2 separate regions of the Sus scrofa genome follow, and region 1 is linked to region 2. Evidence: chromatin contacts called from public Hi-C data. All regions are on one chromosome and are shown on one strand. Each heading gives the region's core, a stretch centred on a gene start, on an enhancer-like site or on the middle of the called end of the contact. The rest is flanking DNA. Distances are from core to core; before and after follow the strand shown.

What was found. Hi-C and Micro-C count contacts between places; a contact is called where the count stands out from the background.
Region 1: a contact with region 2 is called in a Hi-C map of skeletal muscle, with 6 times the contacts expected there. The contact joins two enhancer-like sites. A contact is called at or near these places in 2 of 47 Hi-C or Micro-C datasets (liver and skeletal muscle) and 1 of 2 datasets of contacts at active chromatin or transcription factors (alveolar macrophages).

Annotation. Positions count from the first base shown.
Region 1 is chr2:66,581,620-66,587,348 of Sscrofa11.1, reverse strand. No RefSeq gene overlaps it. Among named protein-coding and RNA genes, the nearest start is that of MAN2B1, 260 kb to the right of the region's middle. Within about 2 kb of position 2,313, at least 54 of the 83 cell types and tissues checked have an H3K27ac peak or open chromatin away from gene starts, as enhancers often do. A contact at or near this core is called in liver and skeletal muscle, where this site is marked.
Region 2 is chr2:66,342,778-66,348,314 of Sscrofa11.1, reverse strand. It overlaps MAN2B1 (lysosomal alpha-mannosidase), which reads right to left. Exons shown (of 24, transcript XM_003123314.4): 15 at 5,336-5,433; 16 at 5,135-5,252; 17 at 4,367-4,485; 18 at 4,188-4,289; 19 at 3,921-4,008; 20 at 3,465-3,545; 21 at 2,813-3,040; 22 at 2,163-2,318; 23 at 1,973-2,075; 24 at 1,267-1,517. The coding sequence ends at 1,408. Among named protein-coding and RNA genes, the nearest start is that of MAN2B1, 16 kb to the right of the region's middle. Within about 2 kb of position 2,949, at least 50 of the 83 cell types and tissues checked have an H3K27ac peak or open chromatin away from gene starts, as enhancers often do. A contact at or near this core is called in liver and skeletal muscle, where this site is marked.

The sequences.
Region 1 (5,729 bases), core at 1,064-3,563, 240 kb before region 2:
CATTGCTTTGGGCCATGGATTTTTGTGGTCTTTATGTTTCTGTTTAACATTGTTTGAAGGGAACTGAAATTGCTTTTTGATTTGGCATTATCATTTTGTTGCTATTCAGACTGAAGGACCCAATTTGTGCCTGTGAAATCTTCATGTTCCTCCAAGTTTGAGGAAGGGTTCTGGCCATCTGCACAGCTGTAGCTCATTAGGGTTCTCTATGAATAGAGTGATAATCTGTACAAGTTTAATATGATTTCCCTGTTGAAATACCAAAAATAGGAGTTCCCACTGTGTCATAACAGGATCGATGGTGTCTCTGCAGCCCCAGGATGCAGGTTCGATCCAGGCACCATAGGTTAAAGTCTCTGGAGTTGCTGCAGCTTTGGTGTAGGTGGCAGTTGAGGCTTGGATCTTCATATGCTTTGTGGGATGGCCAAAAAGGAAGAGAAGAAGGGAGACCAAAAATATCTATGGACGTTCAAGGAATAATTTAGGTGACTCTAAACAGAGGGTATCATTTTGAGTAATATCTGCATGTAGTGGCAAAGTAGGAAATTTTCTGTGCCTTGTTATAAGAGGAGTAACTGGGAGCTTTATGCACAAAAATTTCAAAGCTCACTTTTTCTGTTTTCAGAGATCGTTTCCATGTTCACACTTTCAGATTTTATGGAAGATAAGGTAAAAGGTGACAGTTTTTGTTTAATTAAACAGCAATGGAAGTCCAAACTTGCTCCGTTTTGTTCCAGCAGTAATTTATGCTTTCTTAGCAGTTTGACATGTGATTTTATAATTATTAGTATCTCATTTGATCTCTTGTCTCCATTTTTGCTCCCATAATGCAAATGAAGAAAGTTAAGCATGGGGTCTTATGTCAGTTCACATAACTCAAAACAGTGGAATCTCTATGTCAAAGGCATAATCAGTGCCGCTTTTCTGGGCGATGTCAAAAATTGCAAACTCAGAACACTACCAGGTATGCATAATTATGTACTTTTACAAATGTGGAATCAAACTTTCCAACAATTCGTAAGACAACATGATATTCCACACATGACACTGTGAAATGGGCAAAATTATAAGAACTAAAAACAGATCAGTGGTTAAGGGTAGGGAGGGTTCTCTACAACCAGGCACCACCAGAGTGTTCCTTTGGGGTGATGAAGTATCTTCTAACTTGGTAGTAGTATAACTATACATCTGTAAAACTCACAGCTACACTCAAAATCGTATGTGCACATTCTAAAAACTAATAGAAAACAACGTAAATGCTTTCACATGCTAGGAGAGTGTTAAACACTCCTGAAACTTGAATTTTACATGTGTAACACTTCTTTCTACCTCCTGGAGTCCTTCATAGGAAGAAAAGGGAAGGAGTAGAAAGAAAGAAGGTCATGGATCACAACAGGACTTTTCTTGGTACCAAGTCTGACTTAGGACACACCCTCCAAAGTTACACCCCCTCTCGCTGTCATTCACATAACTGGTAAGAAAGTGATAGAGTTCTCCGGGTCTATCTTTGAGTGGACTCCAGGTTTCTTGGGTCAGATGTGGCAATGCTGTGCCCTGACACAAAGGTGCGTGTTCAGATCTCCCCAAGTAGGATATGACTTGAGTGCGTCCTAATCTAATCCTTGAGCATCAATGTTACGAATTCCCAGAGCAGGTCTTGAGACCATTTCTAGCTTCTACATTTCCCATCTCTAGCATACTCTGTACCTGCTTACTGGGAAATATTTGTGCAACACTATCCCACTCTAGACATTTTCTGTTGGAATCCCAAGTGACTGTGAGATGAAGCAGTGGCGGAACACAGAAACGCTGTGAGGCTCAGGTCCCTCGGACACACAATTCCTCGCTGTCAGACAAACATCACCTCTACCAACAAGTACAGTTTTACAATAGCTTCAAAACTACCAATAATGTTGAAAAGAGATGCCCTGCCTTGTCCTAGCTCCAGTAACTGTCACTCAAACAGACACCACTATCACCACATCACCCTCCCTTAGTTTCCTGGCGCAGTCCAGAGTTTTTGGCAGCGCATGCGCTGAACACGTCCTGCTCCCTCCCCCCCAGGATCGGCCTCCACAAAGCTGTTGCACTGAGCCCGGTGACTGCTCTTTTTCTGGTACAGGAAAATCTCTGCGGATCTCCAGCACCGTTGTCTGTGGGAAATGGCGAACTCAGCCAGACCCTCTTCAGGCTGGCGCCCCCTTTGCTTCACAAAACTCTAGTATTCAACGTGGTACGGTCTCCAGATGAAAGGCGCCTAACGGGATTTTCGCCTTCCCTGAAGTGCGCAGGCGCAGGAGGGGGCGGGGGCTCAGTTGGAGGACCAGCTCCCAGTTTCGCAGGGGAAGAGGCGGAAAGGGGCAGAGCCACGTACCCACCTGTTCCTGCCACAGCTTTCAGTGCTTTCCAGAGCCCCTAAAGTGATCTCTTTGTGTCTAGGAGACCAGGGATCTGAGGTGTCGAGGCCGCTGCTCCCCGATCAAGTAGGGACAGCGATCCAGGCCCGGGAGAGGCGGGGGGGGAGGGGGCGGACCTCTGTGTGCCGGTGAGACCTGGGGGGTGATGGATACTGTCCGGAGGAGACAGCCCAGAGGGTATGGAGGCCAAGGGAGAATGCAGAAACCTTTGTTGCCCTCACTGAACCTCCAGTAGGAAAGCAAAGTGAGGAAGGGGTCATATCGTGAGGGGTGAGTTTCTGGAAGCAATTGGAACAACGTGAGTGGCTGGAACGCAACTCCAGTCATTGCGGACCCCGAGACACCTCTTCAGGCTCCTGGGAAGTTTTTTCTTTTCTTTTCTTTTCTTTTCTTTCCTTCCTTCCTTCCTTCCTTCCTTCCTTCTTCTTCCTTTCTTTCTTTCTTTCCTTCCTTCTTTCTTTCCTTCTTTCTTTCTTTCTGTCTGTCTGTCTGTCTGTCTTTTCAGGGCTTCACCTGTAGCGTGTGGAAGTTCCCAGGCTAGGAGTCGAATAGGAGCTGCAGCTACCAGCCTATGCCACAGCAACAGCGCGATCCTAGCCGCGTCTGCAACCTACAGTGCAGCTCTCTGGCAACGCCACATCCTTAACCCGCTGAGCGAGGCCAGGGATTGGATGGATACTCATGGATACTAGTCACGTTGGTTAATCACTGAGCCACGAAGGGAACTCCCTGAGAAGTTTTTCTTAAGAGAAGATCCTAGTGTACTCTGTCAGCCCAGAAAGTCTGAAGTCCTTTTGCCATTAGGAGAGTCGGTTTGGGGGCCTCCGTGACTCCCATGTGTCACAGGGGATGGAGCTGAAAACAGTTCACTCTGTTAAGATCAGGTGGAGTGGGCCTGTGATGAAGTTTGTGTAAAACCAGGGTGTGTGTGTGCCTTTTCCAGCAATGACACTGCCATCCATAGTCTCCCATTTTATGTAATTATTGTAGAGATGTGCTTTTTATACTGTAGGGTGTCAGGAAGTGTGAAGCCTCTTCCCCATTAGGAGGAGCCCAAACACCCTTTTTGGGGAATAGATGGGGAACCAGAAGACACCCCTCTACCATAGGGGATGGGAGTAAGAACCATTCACTGTGTGAAGCTCTGGGCCTATGATGAAGTTTCTGTAAAACCTCCATGTGAGTGTGTATGTCTGTTTGACTCCTTGTGAGCCCTGCCATTCAATTAGTATCTATCTCCTTTGGTGACAGGCCTTCTGGTAGGTGTTGTGGTGAACAAAGCCAAGGAAATATCCCTGCGTGCTTAAAAGCTGACATTCTAGGAGAGAAGAAAGGAGAAATCTAAGTAAAATTATACCACATGTCTGATGGTGATTAGTCCTAAACTGAGGGGAGTACAGAAGCCTTGGGATCTTTGGGAATATCCTTGTGTTTGAGCCATTAATTCTCAGAGTTTTGTGTCTGTGTCTGCATGTGTCGTATATGTGCTGTGAAAACATCTGTGTGCTTTTGTGTCTGCCTGAGGAGTTAAATGTATATACCCTTGAAATGTTCTTACCCAGTTTTCCTGGTAGCACCTTCTTTACAGTGATAAATAGAACTGATTAGAGCAGACATCTGTGTCTTGTTTCTGATCTTAGAGAGAAAGCCTTCAGACTCACCATCAAGCATATTGTTAGCTCTGGGTTTTTATTGATGCATTATTTCAAGTTGAGTAACTTCCCTTCTTGTCACAGTTTATTGAGAGTTTTCCTTGTCAAGTGGTGTTGAAATTTGTTGATAGCTTTTTTTTTCTTCTCTTTTTGGGCTGCACCCATGGCATATGGAAGTTCTCAGGCTAGGGGTTGAATTGGAGCTGTGGCCGCTGGCCTATGCCTCAGCCACAGCAATGTCAGATCTGAGCCGCCTCTGCAACCTATGCTACTGCCCTCGGCAATGCAGGATCTTTAACCCTCTGAGCAAGGGCAGGGATTGAATCTGCATCCTCATGGATGCTAGTCAGATTTGTTTCCACTGAGCCATGATGGGAACTCCTTGTCAATAGCTTTTTTTTATGTATACTGAGATGATCCTTTAGATTTTGATGTTCATTATGTTGAATCATTTTCAGATGTAAAACCAACGTGTTTTCCTGAGTTAAATCCCACTTGGTCATGGTGTATAGGTCATTTTATGTATTGCTGAGTTAAGTTTGCTGGTGTTTTATTGATGCTTTTGCTGTTTATAAAAATAGGTTTTCATGTACTGTATTATTATATAGTATCAAATTTGTTTCAAATTTATTAATATTGCATATAGTATGTGTTTGCCTGCATATGTATATATAAAATATGTAGAATATGGTGTATATAAAGTGTATGTAGTGTATAACCTGTACATAGTATATGTAGTATATAGTATAGAATTATACATAACTAGTATATATCATATATAAGTAGAATATATTATATATAGTTATCATATTTGTAATTATAGCATATTGTATTATACTTTTACAAAATAGCACAGTTGAACCTTGAACAACATGAATTTGAACTGGAAGGGTCCACTTACATGAAGATTTTTTTTCAACATGTATTCAGCCAGTCCTCTCTATACCTGTGTTTAGCATCCAGGAGTTCAAGCAACCTCAGACTGAAATTTTTTTTTTCCCTTTCTTTCTGTCTCTGTGTCTGTCTGTCTCATCTGTAGCATATGGAAGGAAGTTCCCAAATTAGGGGCTGAATTGGAGCTGCAGATGCAGGCCTGTGCCATAGCGATGGCAACACCAGATCCGAGCTCCATGTGTGACCTATGCTGCAGCTTGTGGTAATGCCAGATCCTTAACCCACTGAACAAGGCCTGAGATCAAACCCACATCTCATAGAGACAATGTTGAGTCCTTAACATGCTGAGCCACAATGGGAATTCCTCAGATTGAAAAAAATTTTTTTCTTTTCTTTTTTTATTTAAGGGACACACTTGTGGCATATGGAATTTCCCAGGCTAGGGGTTGAATCAGAGCTGCAGCTGCTGGCCTACACCATAGCCACGGCATTGCGGAATCCAAGCCGTGTCTGCGACCTTACACCACAGCTCATGGCAATGCTAGATCTCTGACCCACAGAGCGAGGCCAGGGATTGAACCCACAACCTCATGGATACTAGTTGGATTCGTTTCCACTGCATCACAATGGGAACTCATGAAAATTTTTTTAAAAATTTTGAATTAAAGTATAGTTGACTTACACAGATTGAAATTTTGATCAGAGGTTGACTGAATCCATACATGCACAACCTGGGGATACATAGGGCCTGCTGGAACTTGAACAA
Region 2 (5,537 bases), core at 1,700-4,199:
TAAATGGGTACATATTTTCAGAAGGCACCACCAGAGGCCATGGGGCCAGTATCATGTCTTGTGCAGAAACACAGCCTGGCCCAAGCACCACCCTGAGTCTCTCTGGACTGCCTGTGTCTGTCCCCATGACCAAGGACAACTTCGACAGGTTTACAGGGAGCACCAATGACCGGGCTCCATGCAAGACTGAGGGATGACTCAGGGCAGACTCCATGGATAGCAACTAGATTGAGGTGCCCTACTTGGGTCTCTCTGGTCTATCTCTCTAGGAAAGAGATTTAGGAAACTTTTTAAGAGTTTCTGCCATGGTGCAGTGGACTAAGAATCTGACTGCCGTGGCTTGCATTGCTGTGGAGGCGCAGGTTTGATCCCCAGCTCTGTGCAGTGGGTTAAAGGTTCTGGCATTGCTGTAGTGGTATAGGTAGCAGTTGTGGCTCGGATTCAATCCCTGGCCCGGGAACTTCCATGTGCCGTGGGAGCAGGCGTAAAATTAAAAACAAAAACTTTTTCAAGAGGCACATTTGGTACCTAGATTCCATCTGTGATCCATCCAGGGATTCCAAGCCGGCCCATGACTGTCCAGGCTCATGCCTGTCCCACCACAACCCCCCCAAAGCAGGATGTAGAAATACTTTCTGGAGGCATATCTGACAGAGGTCGGATCATCCAAACACTGGTCTCCACATGGGCTGCAGGTGGGCATGGCATGTCCTTGCAGCCTCCATACACCTTAAAGGGATCCACACAAGCTGTGTCACCTGGAGGGCAAGTCACTTCCTTTCAACCCTAAACCTCAAGTTTCATCCCAGGGTCTCCTTCCTCTGTAAGACTCCAGAACACACCAGAACTAGGTTCTCTGTCTCTCTCCTGGGAGGCCCGCAGCTCCAGGCCACCTGTCCAAGGCCCCACTTTGGGATCTGTCTCTAATTCTACTTCCTAGATCCCTTGCCCAAGAGTCCCAGGGCAGAATCTGGGAGTCCTCAGGGTATGTCTGGCCTTCTGGGACCAGGACAAGGCAGCACAAACCTGCCTTTGGTAGCTACTCAAAACAGCTGTGTCACAGTGGACGGAGGAATGAGGCAGGAGTGGAAGACGGAGTGGTGAGTGAGGTGGGGTGTGAACAGTGGAGGTTCTGGTGTCTTAGAGCTAACAAGTGGCCTCCATGCAAGGCCTCGGGTCAAGGGTCAGCTAGAGTTTGCTGACCTTTCTGAGTAATAGATTCCATTGCCCTCCCTCCCCCCCAAAAAAAACCCTCACACTCAGTTAGACCTTGACCCGAGTCTTGGTAGTGGCATTTTAATGGCTTGTGGTGGTGGTGGCGGTGGCATCAGCAAAAGGGGGAGAGTTTGCCCTACCCCTGGAGGAAGGAACTTAGGCTCAGAAGGGGGCATCTGGCCCCCAGTGGGTCTAGCAGTCTTCTTCCCATTGGACGGAGGCCAAGAAGGTTCGGATTTCCATGGGCTGCAATGTGATGGTGGCAGACACCAGCCGGGAGGGAGGAGGATGGGGTGTGGGGCCTGGGGAGATAGAAGGGAGAAGGAGTGAGAGGCACAGTCTTTCATCCCCATGCCACCCCTCACCACCCCTGTGCTCCCTCCTCTGGGTCTGAACACAGACATACCACCTTAAATCTGTTCCCAGGGCCTCACTCCAAGACCCTTCAACTGCTGCCCAGAGCCTAGATATCATGCCCAGATCCCCAGATCCCTCCCCAGTGCCTGGCCACCATCTTCACACCCACAGGTCCCACCCCAAGGACCTTTAAGCCAACCCCTGCCCCCAGAACTACACACCTACAGGGACTCTCAAATCCTGTACCTGTGACTGAACTCCATCCTCAAACCGTTAAAGACCCACCACTAGTTTGCCACACCCACCTCAGACCCTTAAACCCCTAACCTGAATCTGAACACTGACTCAGACCCAACCATTCCCACACCTCCTAGTTCCCCAGTTCCGGGCAGGACCCCACCCGTGTTTGCTGTCCACTTGAGCCTGGAGGAGTGGGCCTGGAGCTGGTTGGCCGCCAGCGTGGTCTCCCGCAGGGAGGTGATGGTGAAAGTGGAAAACAGATTCTGTGGGCAATGAATGGGCTAGTCTGAGCTGGGATAAAGCAGAGCATCCCCTCTCTCCTGCCTCCTTCCCATCTCTGCCCTCCTCACCGTCAAGTCGAAGGTCACCGGGGAGCTCAGGTTGCGGCCCGCGTCCTCCCCTACGGCAAACTGGTGCTCAAAGCGCAGCAGCAGCGTCTCTGGGCCCCAGTGGGCCAATGTGAGTAGATGTACCGAGAGAGGCAGTTCTCTGCGCAGCCCAGAGAACTGCAGGGAAGAGGGGGCGGGGCTGAGCAGGGAGGGCAGGACTACGCGGTGGTTAGAGGCGGAGATCCGGCTCGGAGGGGTGGGCCTTGGCTGCGGTCGGGGCGGGGTTTATGGAGGAGCAGCGGGGCTCAGCCAGGACTGAGCCAATGAAGGGAACTGAACTGATCCCGCCCAGACCAGACTGAGTTAGTGCGGGGGACCAAGTGTGTAGAAACTTGGCTGGTGGAGGAGGTCGGGCGGGCCGAGGCCAGAGAAGCTGAGTAGGCAAGAGGGCGGGGCTGAGACTGCCCAGGTGACTGGGCTGAGCTAAGGGACCAGCTTACGGCCATCCCCCAGACGGGTTGGCCTCCCCCGGACGGGTTGGCCTCCCCCGGGACGGGTTGCGGGAGGGCGAAATGGGTCCCGGTTAAGCCTAGCAAGACCCGCCCTCAATTTCGGCCCTCCCCGGCAGGCTTCCTTCCGGTCGTCTTTCTGCAGGCCCCACTATCCCTCACCTGCGTGCGTGGGGCGACCTTGAGGCAGTAGGGGACACCGCCACCCCGGGCCAGCACCACCTGCGGGGCTAGGACCTCCTTCTCCGCCTGCAACCGGTGCCCGGAGGCTGCGGTCCGGGCTTTGTCCAGCAGCACGAGGTGGCGCCCTCGCACCCACAGCCCCGACCCCTCCTCCAGCAGCGGCTCCCCTACTCCACGTGCATCGTCTACCAGCAGCCTTCGGTGGACCTGCGGGGAGAGTGGCAGAGAGAATGAAGGTCCCTCCAGCCAATTTCTACACCAGAAATTGGGTAAAAGCATGTGGGAATCTCACGAAAAACTGAAGATTGGGTGGCAACAGATGAATAGATGAGGATGAAGATCTGATAGGGGGTCCGCAGTAGGAGTGGGGATCTGACCTAACAAGGACTGAGAGAGGGGAAGATTTAACGGGGCAAGGATAGGGCAAGTCAGGGCCTGAAGGGGAGGCTTGGATAGGGATTGGAGAAAAGCACGGAGGAAACGTCTCACATGGGAATGGAGGTCTCAGTTTAGTGAGGACCACACTGGGAATGGTGCTCCTAGCAACAGAAACTGGCTTCAAGGTCCTGCAAGGGGCCAGGGAAGGAACTGGTAGGAGGACCCTGACTTAGATGGGGCTTGGATCACTCACCATGAGCTCTATGGAGCCGTCACCCAGGCTACTGCCCCCCTGGGAGCGGTCAGTCAGCACAGTCAGCTGCGTCTTCCCATCCTGGGGATCGAGAAGTGAGTGAGGGGCCGTACTGCCAAACAGCATTGGCCCCTAGGCAGGCCCCACAGGGATGGTGGAGATTGCTGAGGTGTTAAGGATGAAAGGTGGGAGTTACCACTGTGGTGCAGTGGGATCAGGGGGGGCCTTGCGAGCACTGGGACACAGGTTCAATACCGCGCCCAGCTCAGGGGCTTAAGGATCTGGCATTGTGGCAGCTGTGGCTTAGGTCTCAGCTGCCACTCAGATCTGATCGCTGGGCTGGGGAACTCCATATGCCAGGGGGCAGCCAAAAGAGAAAAAAAAAAGAATGAGAGGTGACCACCCCACTCTAAAGGGATGTGAGGAAGAAGTGGGGAGCAGGCAGGGGATGGATACCGTGATGTATATGCGGCTGTTGACTGGATAGTAGTTTCCCGCCACTGGCTCAGTCTGGTTGAGCTTCCACGTGGGTCGATAATCCCGCCTGGGGTGAGGTGGGGTTTGATCAGGCCCAAGATCTGGCTCTCCTTCCCCTACTCACTCATTCCTCACTAACTCTTCATCCTCTACCTCCCACACTCATGAGGATCAGCAGATGCCCCCAACAGCCCTGGGCCCCAACACACCACAAGACCACCCATTGGTGCCCCTAGTTCACCCCACCTCCTCTCCAGGATCTCCCGGCCATTGCTGTCTGTGTAGAAGAGTCCATCTGTCTCCAGAGTAGTGTCAAAGCGACTAATGATCTCCTTCCCCCAGCTGTCACTATACCAGATGGAATGACAAGGTTGTGAGCCTGACCTTAATGCCACTCTGCCCTGCTCCCAGCCTGCACCACTCACCCTGTAGGTATGGGCCCCACCGTCCACTCTAGCTCCAGGTACCGCTGTCCTGGATATAGGCGAACCACCTGGGAACACCAGGCTGAGAAGTTCTGGTGCACTTCCTGCACCAAGTCTGTCTGCAGGCACATGGGGGCGAAGGGCAGGTGTAAGCGTGCACCTGGGCAGAAGTAAGTCCTGCAAATGCCCACCCTCACCGTGAAGCTCATTAAAGCCTACATCAGCCTACATCCCACTAATAGCTTGGGAGCCCCACTCACCTTCCCCACCTGCCTAGGTGTGATGCACACACTTCACCCCTCAGTAATAGCCATGTAATTTCTGAGTCTGACATACAGGCTGGCTGCTCACCAGTACCCTAGCTCCCTTCTTTGGAACAGGATTCTACCTTGGCACATGGCTACCTGGAATAGACTGTATTGTCCAATCTTCCCTGAGATTTTCAGTAGCTGTGTGATCATGTTTGCTCAACAGAAATTGATCAAAGTGGTGTGAAGCATGTTCCTTGCCCTCTCCCTCTCCCACTGGCTCAAATGCAAATGTGTAAAATCTTGACACCCGCAGCAGATGTGAATGCCTTTCTGTGTGCTACACAGTGTGACTGTCACACAACCAGCCAGGACTACCAGCCCTGTGGGAGGATCCCAAGTATTCCTCTCAGGTCTTAGCCTTCTCACCTTTTAGAGATGTAATCCTCCCCCACCCCCACTCTACATCCCCCCACATGTCCCGTCCCCAAGGGCCCACTCATTAGTCTTGGCCCCTGACCTTCACAAGGTGGGTTTTAGCCCAGTGGCTGACAAGCAGTGGTTCCTGTCGTTCGGGTCTGAAGATGTAGGCACCTGAGGCCTGCGAGCTTAAGTTGTTGCCCATACTGGCATTGTACCTGGGGCCAGGGCAGGTGAGAGTCAGGTAAGGGACCCCAGCTGCTTCTCATGCCCACTCCCTGGCCTGGTGGCTCTTCCTTACCAGTAGAAGGCTTGGCGAACAGGCAGCAGGAGGTTCTCATCCAGGTTCTCAATCTCCATTAAGAGCCCTGTGTCAGGATTAAACCTAGCCCGGATGTGCTGGGCAGAAGAGGGTGGACAAACATTAATGACCATCACTTCAATCAATGGCAGCTGCATCCTTTTAGGGGCTCAAAAGAAGGCCCTAGAGTCACCCACCCTTC